Regions from separate parts of the Mustela erminea genome. Here region 2 is linked to region 1. Evidence: chromatin contacts called from public Hi-C data. All regions are on one chromosome and are shown on one strand. Each heading gives the region's core, a stretch centred on a gene start, on an enhancer-like site or on the middle of the called end of the contact. The rest is flanking DNA. Distances are from core to core; before and after follow the strand shown. Region 1 holds the start of EVA1C (protein eva-1 homolog C). Region 2 has its middle 39 kb from the start of CFAP298.

The links. A called contact is a pair of places that touch in the nucleus more often than the background predicts.
Region 2: a contact with region 1 is called in a Hi-C map of skeletal muscle, with 10 times the contacts expected there. The contact joins the enhancer-like site here to the promoter of EVA1C in region 1. A contact is called at or near these places in 2 of 3 Hi-C or Micro-C datasets (fibroblasts and skeletal muscle).

Annotation. Positions count from the first base shown.
Region 1 is chr1:208,176,102-208,179,446 of mMusErm1.Pri, forward strand. It overlaps EVA1C (protein eva-1 homolog C), which reads left to right and starts at 1,430. Exons shown (of 6, transcript XM_032353780.1): 1 at 1,430-2,775. The coding sequence starts at 2,616. It overlaps LOC116596576 (a long non-coding RNA gene), which reads right to left and starts at 1,204. Exons shown (of 2, transcript XR_004288192.1): 1 at 1,144-1,204.
Region 2 is chr1:208,253,016-208,256,438 of mMusErm1.Pri, forward strand. No RefSeq gene overlaps it. Among named protein-coding and RNA genes, the nearest start is that of CFAP298, 39 kb to the right of the region's middle. Within about 2 kb of position 1,691, the one cell type or tissue checked has open chromatin away from gene starts, as enhancers often do. A contact at or near this core is called in fibroblasts, where this site is marked.

The DNA.
Region 1 (3,345 bases), core at 180-2,679:
TCTTCTGCTCTGTGTCCCCTTTTAGTTTATGATTCTCCAGTCACTGTCCTCCTGTCTGTATTAATGACTAATATTTTTAGAAAGATTTTATTTATTTGACAGAGAGAGATAGCGAGAGAGAGAGAGAACACAAGCAGGGCGAGAGGGAGAGAGAGAAGCAGGCTTCCCGCTGAGCAGTGAGCACAAGTAGGCAGAGAGGCAGGCAGAGAGAGAGAGGAGGAAACAGGCTCCCCGCTGAGCAGGGAGCCCGATGCGGGGCTCGATCCCAGGACCCTGGGATCATGACTTGAGCTGGAGGCAGAGGCTTAACGACTGAACCACCCAGGTGCCCAATAATGACTAATACTGACCAAGCATTTACCAGCTTCAGACCTTGTCCTGGTCACGTGTATTAACTAATTAAAGGGTCGCAAGCCTGAGACTTTATAGAGAAGGAAACCATGGGTGTGCATGGTCAGCAACAGAGCCCACACTGGCACCTGGAAACAAGTTCATGCCTACACAACCTTAGCAGGAGGCCCCCTCCGGCCCCCAACCATGTGGGAGCCAGTTTCCCTGACTGCACATCCCCTAGCACTTACCATTTCATACTGAAACCAGAGAAGTGAATGGCTGGGACCCCAGCTACACCCGGGACCCGAGTTTTGAGCAACCAATACTTACTTACTCAGTGGCTCCTAGTGCTAGGCATCCTTACCTACATTCCCAGCCTCAGTTTCCCCAATCTAGAAAGTGCATACTAATACTTATGTCCAAAAGTTATTGAGAAGGTTGAGGGTTTTGTTTTTTTTTTTAAGATTAAAAAAATTAATATTCTCTACAAACCAACATGGGGCGGAACTCATAACCTGGAGATCAAGAGTTGCACGTTCTACCAACTGAGCTGGCCAGGTGCCCGGAGAAGGTTGAGTATTTTTTAAAAAGATTTTATTTATTTATTTGACAGACAGAGATCACAAGTAGGCAGAGAAGCAGGCAGAGAGAGTGGGAAGCAGGCTCCCAGGACCCTGAGATCATGACCTGAGCCAAAGGAAGAGGCTTAACCCACTGCACCACCCAAGCGCCCCAAGCTTGAGTATTCACTGTGCCCGGTAGAATGGGTCCCACTGAACAAGGATTGAGGTTTAGCCCTTGCCACCCTACCTCCAGACTGGGAGGAAGGGGACAGAAATACCAGTTCCTCCGACGGAGCGCCTGCTGGAGCCCTCCTGGATCCTTGCGGCGCATCTCCTCGACGTTCCCACAGGTAGATCGGCGCGTCCGGGTTTTCCTGTCCCCAAGCCTCCCGGCCGCCGCACTGTGCGGCGCTGGCAGTGCCGTTGGGAGCCGGCTGGGGCAGTGCGCCTGGTCCCGCCCTTGGGCCTCATTATCTACGTTTCCGCGTCAGGCCCGCGGAGAACTTGGCAGGGCCTCCCCGCGGTGTTCGGGAACACTTTGTGCCGAGCGCCCGCCGGCCCAGCCCTCCTCCCTGCCGCCGGCGCCGCCCGGCCGGGACGCTCGCGCAGTCCGCGGGGTTTGGGTCGCTGGGGCCCCCAGGTTCCCGCACCCCGAGCTCAGCTACGAGCCCCCACGCGCTCCCACGCATTTGTCCTCTGTGTCCCCGAGCCCCGGCCACGTAGTCCGCTCCTCGCCCACGGGCTGGGCCTAGGTCACACCGCGCGTAATTGAGAGGTTTAGAAAGATGCGGTGGCCCATTTTAAAACAAAGCCCAATTATTAGCGCTCGGTGCTATTTATGCCGGGCCAGTGTCAAATCCTCCGAGCGCTGCTGGACAACCAGTACCCAAAGGAAACGTAGGAAGAGAAAGAAGAAAGAAACCGGCCCTGGAGCCATCTGACCCGCTTTGAAATCCCCTCCCCAAACCCTTCTCCTTCCCGTCCTGGCTGCGTTAGCTTGGGCAAAGCTCGGGGCCTCAGTCTCTTCCTCCGTGAAATGGGGTAACTGCGTGCTTGGTGATTCTACACGAGGAGCGACGCAGGTCGCAGGGACGTCAGTGCTGGGGTCCTACACCTCCAGGACCCCACCTTCCCACGGCCCCTACCTCCGCCCGGCCCCGGGGGCTCTTGGGCTCAACGCGCGGCGCTGGCTCCAAAGTGCGTCACGGGCACCGGCCGCGCTCCTCCCGCAGCCAGGGCGAGGCTGGCGCCGGGCCAGCGCGGGCCGGGCCAGGGGTGCCGGGCCGTCTCCGGGGCGGGGACCCAGGAGTGAAAGGCGCTCAAGTTGCGCGGTCCTTGGTGCGCTGTTGGGGGCGCCCTCCGAGGCGGGCAGCTCGCCAGGGACCGGCCCCCGCAGCCGCCCGGCGCGCGAAGGCTGCACTTTCCCTTCGGCCCCCCTCGTTTCCTCTCGCGGGGAGGCAGCGGAGATTTCCTCTCGGGGAAACTACGCGGATCCTTCCCGGGGCTCCTCGCCCCGCCCCACTTCTCCGCCCCCTCCCCTTTGCTGGGGAGCCGGGGCTGGCCTGCGCTGGGAAAAGGCTCTGGCAGCCTGAGCCGGGAGGTGGCGGGGGGCCGCGGAGCCGCAGGCCAACGACTCGCCCCGCCATGTGACGCTGCCCTCTGCCCAGGGACCCCCTTCGCGCCCCGGGCCCGCGCCCGCTCTAGGTCGCGCCGGGCACCATGCTTCTGCCTGGACACGCGCGCCCGCCGCCCGCGCCGCAGCCCGCGCAGCATCCCGGACCCCGCAGGCAGGTAGAACCTCCCGGGCAGCTCCTGCGCCTCTTCTACTGCACTGTCCTGGTCTGTTCCAAAGAGATCGCAGCGCTCACGGACTTCTCCGGTAAGAAGCAACCTCCCTCGCCTTGCGCCCCCGGCGCCACAGTGCGCCCAGGTGAGCCCTCGGCTGGCGGCAGCCACCCAAGGGGGCACAGCCGGGTTGGATTGATGTTGAGGCACGCTTATAGCCAGTTTTCTTGCCTGGTGTGAGCCTTTGGCATAGAGGTGGCTGCGTGTGGAGTGATGGCACAGGAGGTCCTCCCCTCCCCAAGGAAGGGTGGGTAACCTATTGGGAGTTTCTCGCCCTGCTGTTTACCTCGTCAATTTCCCATCATCGGCTCCTGGCATCAGGGACCCGACTCTGACGGATACGTGTCCCCTGGAGGCTCCTAAACCCGGAGCCGCGCCCAGCGCTGTACATTACACGTGCTGGTCCGCGGAGTTGCACTTGGTTTGCCACGCGCATGGTCCGGGTGCGCCCCAGCCAGCCTCCCGGGTGCCCATGTATGGAGACTAGCCCGAGGGACGTCTGACCTGAAGTCTGCGCCGGCAGGCAGGGAGGGCAGCCGGCCGGCAGGTCCGTGTGCCAGATGAGCAGAAGTTTGCAGAACAGAGACTGGGCGTGGGGGAGGGT
Region 2 (3,423 bases), core at 441-2,940, 77 kb after region 1:
TGACCCTTTAACATCCCTGGCCTGCAGGCCTGAAGCCTCTGTTGCCCTGGTGTGCCTTGATGCACAAGCCCACAGCTGGAGCTCCAGCCCAACCGTTGTGAGCTCCCACCACTGCAGAGCCACAGCCTCGGGCACGCTGGCCACCTCCCCTGCCCTGGCTACTTATCCTGGGACAGCTGCTGCCACCAGCACTTCCTTTGGGGACCATGGCTGCTACCAATTCCCCTTCCTCTGTCCCTTGGAAAGAATGGGGCTTGCCTAGCAGAGGGGCCACCCCCGCCCCCATCCAGCAACCTCTCAGCACCGCCTAGGAACAGTCCAGAGAAATGTCAGGCCAGGCTTTGAACCCTGTCCCCACTCTCCAGACATCCCTGCAGGGTCACCACGACTCCACAACCTTCCGTCCCTCCTCTTCCTCTTGCTTCAGTTTCTCACACCTCCACTGAACCCAGGAACAGAGCCGGCCCTTGCCTTTACGCTTCGGATGTCCTGGCTTCTCAAGACAGGGAGTAAGAATGACAGTAAGTGATCACAACAGGAGGGGTGGGAGCAAAGAGAGGATGGCGGAGGTGCTCAGGCTGGTCCTTAAAGAAGGAGCAGAACTTTGAAAGGTGAATCAAGGGGTGGGGAGGAGCCGAGATGAGCAGCAGTGATGGGCCAGGAGGTGGGGGCCAGAAGCGCATGTTTGGAAATGGAGAATAGCCAGAGCGGGGACGGGCCGTGGGAAAACAGGCGAAAGGTGCAGGACACCCGGGGCTGGGTCTGTGCTCCAGACCATGGGACTTGTTTGACACCTGGCGGTAAGGATGGCGTCACCTTCTCTGGGCAGCACCCTCCCCTTCCACCTCCCAGTGCAGAGAAGGGACTTGTCTCTTCAGCCCACCCACAGCCGGCGGGGCCTGGCCTCAGACCTTGGCCTTCTGACTCTTGGAACTGCAATTGCTCCTGATTTTACTGATCACTATTCAGTTACTTATAATATCGCGGAAAATACAAACGGCAGCTTAATTCTCTTGGAGAAATGAAAATCAACACGCTTAGAAAGCGAGCCTGGTGACGGACTCACGTGGGTGCTTTAAGATGTAATTAGTATCAAGCACCCGACAGCTTATTCTCACGGAGCCCCTTTTCGAAAGGTTTCCAAACTTTGCTTGAAGACTGCTCACAGCCTAATTGCATTTCAGCGCGGTCCAACAGAAAATCCAACTGCGAATTTATCTTGAGGTGACCAGGCCGCCTTCCTGCCTTTAAGCAAACTCTCTGGGATATCGTGAGCTCAGCCCACAGGACTCGGCAGAACAAAGAGAGGAAAGTTGGTCACTTCCTATTGGGGGTACATATGCATTCCCCGTACTTTCTCTGTTCCAACTCATGACTCCATGGATTGAGTCCTTTCAAGAAAAGAAAAATAGACCTTGTCATTTCCTATTGTTTCAAAGACAGAATCCAGCCTGGGAAAGATTAAGGCAAGAGGAAGGGGGACTCATGTCCAGATGACTAAACACCAATCTGACCTGGAAAATGCTCGATTAGTTTCTGAGGAAGGGAGGGAGCTGCAATTAGAGGCTTGTGTAAAATCGTGACGTGACTTCACTAAAAGAGAAAAAGGAAAGCGCTCCCGACTCGCTCACAATGAACTAGCAAGAGAATGTGTTACTAATCGATGAGGAATGTGCAGACCCAGTGAGTTGCCTCCCAGGTCTGAGCTCCCAAACTTCCTTCCTTAGAAACTGACCTCTGACTGGAAACCCTCCGGACCCTGGGAGCGTGAGGTGTGTGCCGTCAGCGGAGGGCGGGTTGCGGGAACAAGCCAGGCTTGTCTCCGTGGAGGTTCCTGTTACATCCATCTTGCCTACATCTCTGTGCACATGAGCAAAGCTTCTTTTCTTATTGAAGATGTCTTGGGAAGAATTCCAGCTGTTCTGGGGAAAAGAATAATAAGGATGCATTGTATTGGGTGTTCAAACGAAGTAGATAGATCTCTATGTAGTGACACAAAAAATACTTGAAGTCCTATTATTAAGTGAAAAGGGTAAATTGTGAACAACAAAATAAAAAACATACATCATGATTTTTACGTAAAAGACTCAAAATAAGACTGGTTTTTCTATGTATGTGTAGAAATCAGTAGGTCTGTCCCTAACATTTGCAGGGTCTGAGAGAAGAAATCACATACCATAAAGCCAAATATTAAAATCAAGACAAAGAAGAAAACTTACATAAAATATGTAACTTCTTGGGGCACCTGGGTGGCTCAGTGCGTTAAGCCTCTGCCTTCAGCTCTGGTCATGATGTCAGGATCCTGGGATTGAGCCCTGCATCGGGCTCTCTGCTCAGTGGGGAGCCTGCTTCCTCTCTCTCTTTCTCTCTGCCTACTTGTGATCTGTCTCTGTCAAATAAATAAATAAAATCTTTTTTTAAAAATATGCAACTTTTTCTACTTTAACAAATATACCTTTATAAGAATCTTGAAGACCAGATTCGAACTTAAAGTACTCAAACTCTTCAATGTTTGGTGTAGACAGGTGGCCACACAGCATCGGGCAGGGGGAGGTAAAGGGAAGCTCAGCCTTTGGCCCCTGGCCCAGCTTTCTCTTCACACCCCACCCCTGTTCCTCTCTGCGAAGGGCCTCACATGTGCATCCACCCATCCCCCCAAATAGCCACCACCACTTGACATGGCATGGGACCAGTGACATGCACACCAGCATCAAGGACAGACTCTGAGAGATAGCTTTGTGGGCCCTGGAAGCAATGTTTTGCCCTGGACAGATGGATAATTGCCTTTCCTGTCCAGCATCAAAGCAATTTTTAAATAATCTTAAATTGTTGGAGTACCTAGGTGGCTCAGTTAAGCATCTGCCTTTGGCTGAGGTCATGACCCCAGAGTCCTCGGATCATGTCCCACATCAGGCTCCTTGCTCAGCAGGGGGTCTGCTTCTCTCTCTGCCTGCTGCTTCCTTGCTTGTGCTCTCTCCCTCTCTCTGACAAATAAATAAGTAAAATATTTTTTAATGCAATTTTTAATATTCTTAAATTGTTGGGGTGCCTAGGTGGCTTAGTCAGTTAAGCATCTGCCATCAGCTCAGGCCATGATCTTGGGGTCCTGGGATCAAGCCCTGCATCAGGCTCCCTGCTTGGCAGAGAGTCTGCTTCTCCCTCTCCCTCTGCCCCTCTTCCCTGCTCATACTCTCTCTCTTTCAAATAAATAAGCATTATTTTCTCTCTACCTCTCTTGGAACATTAGCCAGGCACCAAGCCGGACACTTGGAATATAAAGAATAAGACAGATTCCTTCCCTTGGGAAGCTCACAATCCAGCAAGAGATGGTAGGTAAGTGTAACATAACATTTGAAAAATATGTGATAGAAAAATAATAATGATATAGGATGACCTTTCTTGGGTACTTACTCAGTACCAGGC